Linked DNA regions of Macaca mulatta: region 1 is linked to region 2. The links are chromatin contacts, called in public Hi-C maps. All regions are on one chromosome and are shown on one strand. The core of a region is the stretch at or near the end of the contact, and the rest is flanking DNA. Distances in the headings are between cores, read along the strand shown. Region 1 overlaps TTBK1 (tau tubulin kinase 1). Region 2 has its middle 23 kb from the start of ABCC10.

Evidence for each region. A called contact is a pair of places that touch in the nucleus more often than the background predicts.
Region 1: a Hi-C map of CD4 T cells shows a contact between it and region 2, with 5 times the contacts expected there. The contact joins two enhancer-like sites. A contact is called at or near these places in 2 of 14 Hi-C or Micro-C datasets (CD4 T cells and liver).

What each region holds. Positions count from the first base shown.
Region 1 is chr4:138,858,055-138,862,475 of T2T-MMU8v2.0, forward strand. All of the region lies in intron 13 of TTBK1 (tau tubulin kinase 1), which reads right to left. Among named protein-coding and RNA genes, the nearest start is that of TTBK1, 27 kb to the right of the region's middle. Within about 2 kb of position 2,852, at least 10 of the 40 cell types and tissues checked have an H3K27ac peak or open chromatin away from gene starts, as enhancers often do. A contact at or near this core is called in CD4 T cells, where this site is marked.
Region 2 is chr4:138,715,262-138,719,480 of T2T-MMU8v2.0, forward strand. No RefSeq gene overlaps it. Among named protein-coding and RNA genes, the nearest start is that of ABCC10, 23 kb to the left of the region's middle. Within about 2 kb of position 1,525, at least 6 of the 40 cell types and tissues checked have an H3K27ac peak or open chromatin away from gene starts, as enhancers often do. A contact at or near this core is called in CD4 T cells, where this site is marked.

The sequences.
Region 1 (4,421 bases), core at 1,602-4,101, 140 kb after region 2:
CTGAAGCCAGTGCCATCATCTTTGATATATCACAAGGCACTTTGGGATCTTAGAGTACCTCAGGGTCACTGAGATGGAGCAGTGCTCAGGGTTGGGTAGTGGAACTCTCTAGAAGGGAATGCTGGATCACAGAGTGCTTGGTTTCATCCAACCCCAGATTGGGGGTGGGCGGGGGTCCTTGCCCACATAGCTACTGACTTACGGAGCAGATGGCGGGCAGGCTCCCTTCACTTCACCTCCTGCCACTACCTGGGGTGGATGGGAGGAGGGCAAGAGGACAGGGCTGGGGGAGGCAGTGCCAGCAGGAGGGGAGTGGGGCCACTGTTCAGCCTCACCCCCGCACCTTTGTGCTTTTTGTTTTCTGTCCCTTCTCAAAGGGTCCACCTTGACCCTCTCCTGCCTACTGCCTGAGCAGGGTGCAAAGCCGTCCAAAACAGCCTGGAGGGCAACAGAGGCTTGGGTTTGGGGAGATTCAAAAGTGAGCAGCTGAGATGGGGTGGGGGCGGGACACAAGTATTAGAACCCAAATCTGGCTTTTGTTGCCAGATGGAGAAGGTGCTCTTGGCCCAGACATCCTCAAAAATAAATAAATAAATAAATAAATAAATAAGCAAATAAATAAATAAAATGACTTACAAAGAAAGATTTTGGGGAAAAGAGTGTGTGGCTATGGAGTGGCTTATGTGGATGGTGTGGATGAGCCATGGTGGTCCTCTGTGTGGACAGTTTGGCTCCAGGGCACTGCCCACCACACTTACAGCACCCCCAGGCTGGGGCCAGGGCCCTGAGGCCTCTACTCTAACCAGAGACATCTGGGGGATTGATGGGCCAAGCAGAAATTATGGGGAGAGAGGGGTAGAAGAGTGAAGCTGGGATGAGAGTAGGTACATAGGAAACTACCAATGACTGCATAGACATCTTTCTGGCTCCCTAACACACACATGCATACACACACTCATACAGCACTGTGCAACTTGGGCACGTGCCAGTCACATTGAGGTCTGCATAAATGGCACTTCCTGGAATTACACAGTGCACAGCCTGAGCATTCATCCATGGCAGCCTTTCCACATGCACAAACGCTCATTCGTAAGCACACTCTTACGCACAAGTGTACGCGCATGCACACAAGCAAACATACAGACACAGTCTCACTGAAATAAACATTTTGCAAATCTTCGGGCCTCCTCCCCTCCCCATACAGGCACTGCCCTTTCTGGCATCCACTTCGCTACTACCCCATTCCCCAGGGAAACAAAGGTGCTGGCTGACATGGGCAGGATGAATAAAGGGAACCTTGGGCTCCCTGCAGTGACAGTTGGGGGCTGAGAAATGGGCAGAAGAGGCATGAGCAAGCTGACATCCTGACACTTCCCCACTCCCAAGTGTCCAGATCCCTATCCAACCTGCCTCTCTTCTGTTGTGTCTTCACTACCACCCTTGGGGGCTCACCGAGCACCTACAGGAAGGAGTCACCCTCTGAGAAGGGCAGAGGTGGGGCTGCTCCCACCTGGGATTTGTCCTGAGACACTGGTTTTGCTGACAAGCACATACATGGTTTCTCGCCTCATCCTTAACAACCACCTTTGCTGCCACTGCTTCTAAGCTGGGTCTCCTCGTTGCTCAGTTCTAGCCAGCTTTGAGAGGTGGATCCCAGGTCCCTCTCGTCCATCCTCAGTTCCTGAGGAGCCGAGGACAGACATCCAATCCTACCAGGGAGATGGCACAGGTGTCTTCGGGGAGGGGCAGCCTACCATGGACTGAGCCTTCCTGGGGTAAGATGTGTGAGGAAGGAACTCTGTCCTCAATAACAATGGCCTGGGAAAGTCTCGCTAAGTCACAGGGCTGCCTCCCCCCATCGCTGAGCATTGAAACACTCCCCACCACATTCCAAACCTGGCTGCCCTGGTCTCCATCCCATACACAGAGCCGCGCGCGCGCGCGCGCACACACACACACACACACACACACACACACACACACACACACACCCCCCACACAAGGAGGGTCTTGGTCTCCTGCCAGCCCCTCGGGGTGGATCAGACCCAGCCATGCCAAGAGATCACAAATTAAACAGAACAAAGCCCATGCCAGAGTGCCTCTGGCCCTGCAGGCCTCATCTCCCTGACACCTTACTTTCCACTGGACTCCGGACCCACCAGTGGCTCCAGCTGAGCGCCCCTGTCCTGGAAACTGTACCACCAGCCCCACCCCTCCCTGCACCATTTGGCTGGCACCTACAAAGGGAGCTGATGCAGGGGTGGGACGGAGACTCTGCTTGGGGTGGGAGTATTACAGTACCTTGGGCCAACGTTCTAGGGGGGCTGTATTGCATGATGGGGTGGGATGGGTGTGAGTGTGTGATTATTGCGTCCTGGGAAGGAACCATGGTCTCTGCCTGCTCCCCACCCCCCCCACCTGCCCCCTCCAGGAGGGGGGGGGCCCAGCCTAGGTCTTGTGGGTGAACCGGGCCCACACCTGCTGCAGCTGGGACCGCGAGATGCGGAGCACCGAGGGCATGAGTCTGTGGTTGCCAGCAGCGAGGGGCGCGTGGCGCCGGTGGGGCGCCCGCACAGGGCTGCTCTCGGCCGAGCGGCTGCGCTGAATGAGGGAACCGGAGGAGCCCGAGGAGCCGCCGCCGCCGGGGTGAGGGTAATGCTCCGTCTCCAGCGTGGAGGAGGAGAACACGGAGGACGCCAGTCGTCGCAGGGGGCTGTACCGCGGGAGGGAGTGCCCCGAGAGTCTGTCCTCCTCCAACTGAAAGAGACCAAGAGAGTGGAGGGAAAAGAGGTGTCAGGCACAGACTCGACAGCTCCGTCTCCGGGGCCACCCACCGCTCACAGCCCCTGCGGCGCCGGCGTCCCGGGCAAGTGGGCGGGGTCAGGCAGGGTGGAGGAGGGTGCAAACCACCCGCCCCAAGGTCCTGCCTCAGAATCTAGGCTCTGGCCTCCAACGCCCTTCCCCCTCCTCCTCCTCTCTGGAACTTATCACACTATGGTCTCTGCAAGGAGACCATGGTCACTCACCTCCTCCGAGAAGCCTTCCCGCTTAGTCCTACCTAGCTCAGGGTTGTTCTGGACTGGGGAACCCTTTCTCTTGGGAAGGTGGCTCTGTGCTCTGAGAGAGTTCCTTGCCATGTGTTGACAGCTGTGTGCTGCCTGTCTCCCCAGTTAGATTCCGTGCTACTCATTAGGTCTCAGAAACGTTCCCTGTACACCCTCCGCCTTGATACCCTCGTCCCATCACAGGGAAGTGTTGGGATCTGGGTGACAATGCGGCATAAGGTGGGACTCTAGAGCCCAATTACTCTGTTTGAATCCCAACTCCAACACTTAAAATCTGAGCAAGTTACTGCACCTCTCTGAGCCTCAGCTTCCTCCTCTGTAAAATGGGGGTCATAATGGTGCCCACCTCAAAGGGTGGTCGTGAGGATTCAATGTTATAAGATGCAGCACTTGGAACAGCACCCGCCATAGAGTAAATGCTGCACTCTTCACTGAGCCATTTTAGTATCTAATTTTAAATCACTCTTCCAAATGAGGGAAGGGATGGACTCGTAGGAGGAGGGGCAAACTGAAGTATTTTCTTGAAAGTGGCTTTTCCCCTGCCCCCCCAAAGGCTGAGCCACCAGGCAGCCTGTGTACGGGGCTGGGCAGAGCTGCTGCCTCATCTCCTTCAGGAAGAATCCTGCCCTGTGTCCCCATGCCCTCTGAGTGAAGTGGATGTGTCCCAGATATGTGGGGGCAGAAATGGCACCCAGGGCGTTACCAGACCTCTCCCAGCCTGACCCTCTCTCTTCCTGAGACTGAGGCCAGTTGAAATAGCTTTTACAGTGGCAACAAGGACTGACTGGGCCAGCTCCTCCAGGAAGGAGGGGGCCTGCGACACTCAGCTCCAGCATCCCTTGCTGCTGTCAAGTGGGGGCACAAGGGACTTGGCATGGAGCCTCCAGCAGAGTAGGGAAGAGGGAGAACATTCTAATAGGACTGGCTTTGCTCCCACCTTGCTTTCCCTTTCATCTTCTTTTTGGCCAAGTCTAGGATCCTTCTGAGCTAGTCTCATCTGCACTAAAGTTTAGGGGTCTAAGGCCCACCCAGAGATACCAAGGAACACAGGCACCGCTGTTGCCCAAAACCCCCTCTCACAGCACATGTGGGTGGCTTAACATTCCAGCCAGAGTTTGCTCAGCTGCCAGGCAGATTTTCACAGGATGGCATTGAATCCCAGAGTGCTCTTGCCCTTCAGACTGGGCACCACTTGTGGCCACCTGCTTGTCTTCACACCAGTTGAAATACCACCTGTGTGAGACCACTCCAGCTCCCTCCCCTGCAAGCTCCCAGCTTCTAGCAGATAAGAGTGCTCTGTTACCTCCCTGATGGACCTGGATTGTAAACATCTTTCTAGACCTTTGCATCTCCACC
Region 2 (4,219 bases), core at 275-2,774:
TTGCAGACTAGTAAATTTTTATCTTAGACTAAACTTCTTTGGTTCAGGCGAAGGCAACTCAGGCGGGAGGGGAGGCCAACAAGCAGGCATTGGCTATCCAAGCAGGGGCCTAGTATATCCTGTTTCTTCTGTAGTTTGCTGACCCAAGCCAATTCACGGCACTTTGTCTTGAAATGGACCAGTGTATGCATTATTTCCTTCAATTCCCTCCTCTATTTCTTTTTACTCCTATTGGTCCCATTTTCACATTTATTTTTGTGTCCTTTGGTTCTTAAATTTATTAGGTACTCCTCTAGGGACTCCTACTGAGTTAATATAAGTGCTGGGATTAAAATAATTTGTTAGATCTCTCCAACTTCAGTGGCCATGTGGATTCTCGGGAATCTTATGGAATGCCAGAGTGAAGGGAATGGCCACTTGAACTAAAGCACAAGTTCCAGTGGACGGTAACAGGTTAGGAAGGTTTCTCTTCCCAAAATATCACCAGACATCAGCCTGGGGTATATGAAATGCTGAGTAATTGCCTTTATTTGACTCACCAGTAACGTTTAGGATGTAGGTACAAGCTGAGAATTTTCCCACGGGCTTGCTGAACTCTGCCACCTGTCTAGAGAGGCAAGAGGAGTGGTTCATATTCCCTTTGGAGAACGAGGGGATTGCTCTAGGGTCTGATCTCTGCAAGACGGGAAACAGCAATGATAGACTTTTGTAAGTCTTTTTTCCCCATGCATTCGTGTCCTGGTATAGAGCCAACATGCAACACATTCCGTCGGGATTGGTATCCCATCCTAGGGAAATGGAGCCACCTGTGCCTGAGGCTGCCCAGCAGAGCATGCATAACAGTTGGTCTTATTAAGAGCTAGTATTGGCTGGGTGCAGTGTCTCAATCCTGTAATCTTAGCACTTTGGGAGGCCAAGGCAGGTGGATTGCCTGATTCAGGAGTTTGAGACCAGCCTGGGCAACATGGTAAAACCCCATCTCTATTAAAATACAAAAAAAAAAAAAGGATTAACAGGGCATGGCAGCGTGCGAGTAGTTGAGTAGTTCCAGCTACTCGGGAGGCTGAGGCAGGAGAATTGCTTGAACCCAGGAGGCGGTGGTTGCAGTGAGCTGAGATCGTGCCACTGCACTCCAGCCTGGCAACAAAGCGAGTCTCCATCTCAAAAAAAAAAAAAAAAAAAAAAAAAAAAAAAAAAGAGCTAGTACCAAATATTTGACCCATTCAACCCAGGCATTTACATTCCTATATTCAGTCTCAATTTCTAAAGTCTGCCTCAAGTCAGTTACCTTAATTATTTTTATTCTTTTAGAGTTATTGTCTGGTGGATTAAAGGAGGTAGTGGGACCAGGAGTTATAGTAATCCTGGGTGGGCTCGGGGTGGAGTTGGTGATTAGCCTAAGAGTAAACTGTTCCACGGGATTGCTTCCTGAGATATCTATTCCTAATACATACCTCCAAGGTTCTTGGTCTAGAGTAGCTGGATTGTTTATGGTAATTAATGTAGGATTGCATTCTAAATTTCTACAGTTAGGTGGCGTAGCGCCCTTACACAAATGTATTTCATTCCATAAGGGTTTGTTTTTGGAAGAATGATTCACCCAGCTTTGATATTGAGTGGTCCACCAGACCTGATTCCAGCTAGCACAGGGCTTTTCTGAGAGGGCCCAATAACGGTCTGTTTTAGGACATAGATCTTTGTCTGCTTGTGACAACAGTCTGTGGTTCCCTAAATTCCCTCAAAGTAAGACTTGGCAGGTATTACATTTCATAGTTTGGGGCAGGGTGGAGGTCTTGGTTTTGTTGACTATTAGTTTGGATATTCCCCACTTTTCACCCCTAGTACTGGGCCCTATTCAATATGTAGGTCTCCTTTCACCCCTTGTGTTAGGATTAATCCTAACCATATCCACCCCCAATGACGGAGCCTGCTTATAGTTTCCTTTTAGGTTTTTCTTAGAGTTAGCTTTAAGGGTTCCTTAGGTGATCTATACACTTCCCATTCACCTTTTTCCCTTCCTTCTGGGGTTTCTTTTACCAGTCTCTTGATCTGAGTGTATGTGTCCACCCCCGTTCAGCCGTTCCTACAGCTGTCTCAGTGATCAGGAGCACTTGATAGGAACCTTCCCAGCTTGGGTGGAGATTGTCGTCTTTAATTGCCATGCTGGAAGTGGTGACCTGTGAATTCAAGAGGCAGGGTTTGAGTTAGAAGTCTTTTTAACCTAAGGGACAATAGGGTGGAGGATATGGGCAGTGTATAATTTCTTTTTCTTTTTCTTTTTTTTTTTTTTTTTTTGAGACAGAGTCTCGCTCTGTCACCCAGGCTAGAGTGAAGTGGCACAATCTCAGCTCACTGCAAGCTCCACCTCCCGGGTTCACACCATTCTCCTGCCTCAACCTCCCAAGTAGCTGGGACTACAGGTGCCCTCTATCACGCCCAGCTAATTTTTTTTTTTTTTTTTTTTTTTTGTATTTTTAGTAGAGACTGGGTTTCACCGTGTTAGCCAGGATGGTCTCGATCTCCTGACCTCGTGATCCTCCCACTTCGGCCTCCCAAAGTGCTGGGATTACAGGCTATAATTTCTTAAAAATTGATCTTTGGTTTCCATAGTAGGAAGGTCAGTAGTTCTGCCTAAATACAGGAATGCTTTGTAATGGTCTTAACCCAGGAGGTCTTCCTCTGGTACTGTTTTCTAACTACCTTTTTGTTTATTTTTTGGCAGGTTACACAACCCCCACACACCTGTTTAGCAAGGGTATAAGCCCCTATACACCCATAATTTTTGAGTATTGCATCACACATGGCCTGGGGACCCCAGTGACTTCCCTTACGCAGTATGGACATTAGTTGTCTCATAAGGGGTTTGTTTATCATTTCTCTACCGTTAGGGAGCACCCACCTTCCATCCTTAGTTTGAGTGGTTCCTATCTTGCCCAGTTCTTCCTCCTCCTCTTTAGAAAACTGGGGTCTTGGCCGGGCGCGGTGGCTCAAGCCTGTAATCCCAGCACTTTGGGAGGCCGAGACGGGTGGATCACTAGGTCAGGAGATCGAGACCATCCTGGCTAACACGGTGAAACCCCGTCTCTACTAAAAACATACAAAAAACTAGCCAGGCGAGGTGGCGGGCGCCTGTAGTCCCAGCTACTCAGGAGGCTGAGACAGGAGAATGGCCCGAACCCGGGAGGCGGAGCTTGCAGTGAGCTGAGATCCGGCCACTACACTCCAGCCTGGGCGACAGAGCGAGACTCCGTCTCAAAAAAAAAAAAAATAATAATAATAAGAAAATTGGGGTCTTAATACCACCTTAGGGATATCTGGTATTGGGCTAAACAGTCTCACTTCTTCCTCCAGGGAGGCTTGCTTAGCAGCTTCATCTGCAAGCCTGTTCCCTACAGCTTCTATAGTGTTTCTTTTCTGATGGCCATTTACATGAACTATGGCTGTCTCTGCTGGAAGCAGGAGGCTTTTAGAAACTTGTTTGACCAGTTCTCCATGTACTAGTTCTTTCTAGTACTATTTATTAGGCCCTGCTTTGTCCAGATTTTTTCAGAGGTGTGTATTACTCCATAGGCATATTTGGAATTAGTATATAGTGCCTTCTTGGCCTTCTAGGAGCTTTAGGGCCTGGTTAAGAGCGTATAATTCACAGGTTTGGGTTGACCAGCTATTAGGTAATCTACCTTTTTCACATAGGATTGTTTGTTTCCATTAATAACAGCATAGCTATTGTGTCTTTTACCATCTATCACTCGGGATGACCCATCGACAAACAGCCTTATTCCATCATGTAGTGGAGTTTCTTTAAGGTCTGATCTAACTTTAGTTTGATATTCTATGATGGCTTCTTATTCTCCTCTCCTTTCCATGAAAAACTGGCTGGAGTTAGGTTAGGCACCTCCCCAAGGCCCATTGATCCCAGGAGGAACTTGGGGAGGCAAAGTACTGACCAGCTGGCCTCCCAGGGTGCCTTTGGCCAGGACCTGCTGGGTCTGGCTCTGGGCCAAGAGCTCCTGGTTTGAAGAGCTGCCAACCTGTGGCGCCTTCCTTGATAGTCACTCTCATGGGCAAAGGCATCCCTGGCTCTGGCCTCCCTTCCTCTTTCTTTGCTTCGAAGGCACCATCTGTCTTGCTGGCAGGCCAAGAGCTGCACTGTTTTTATTCGATGCCATCCCTGCTGGTGACCCAGCAACTGCAAAGGGTCTCTGGTTTGTCCCGCTCT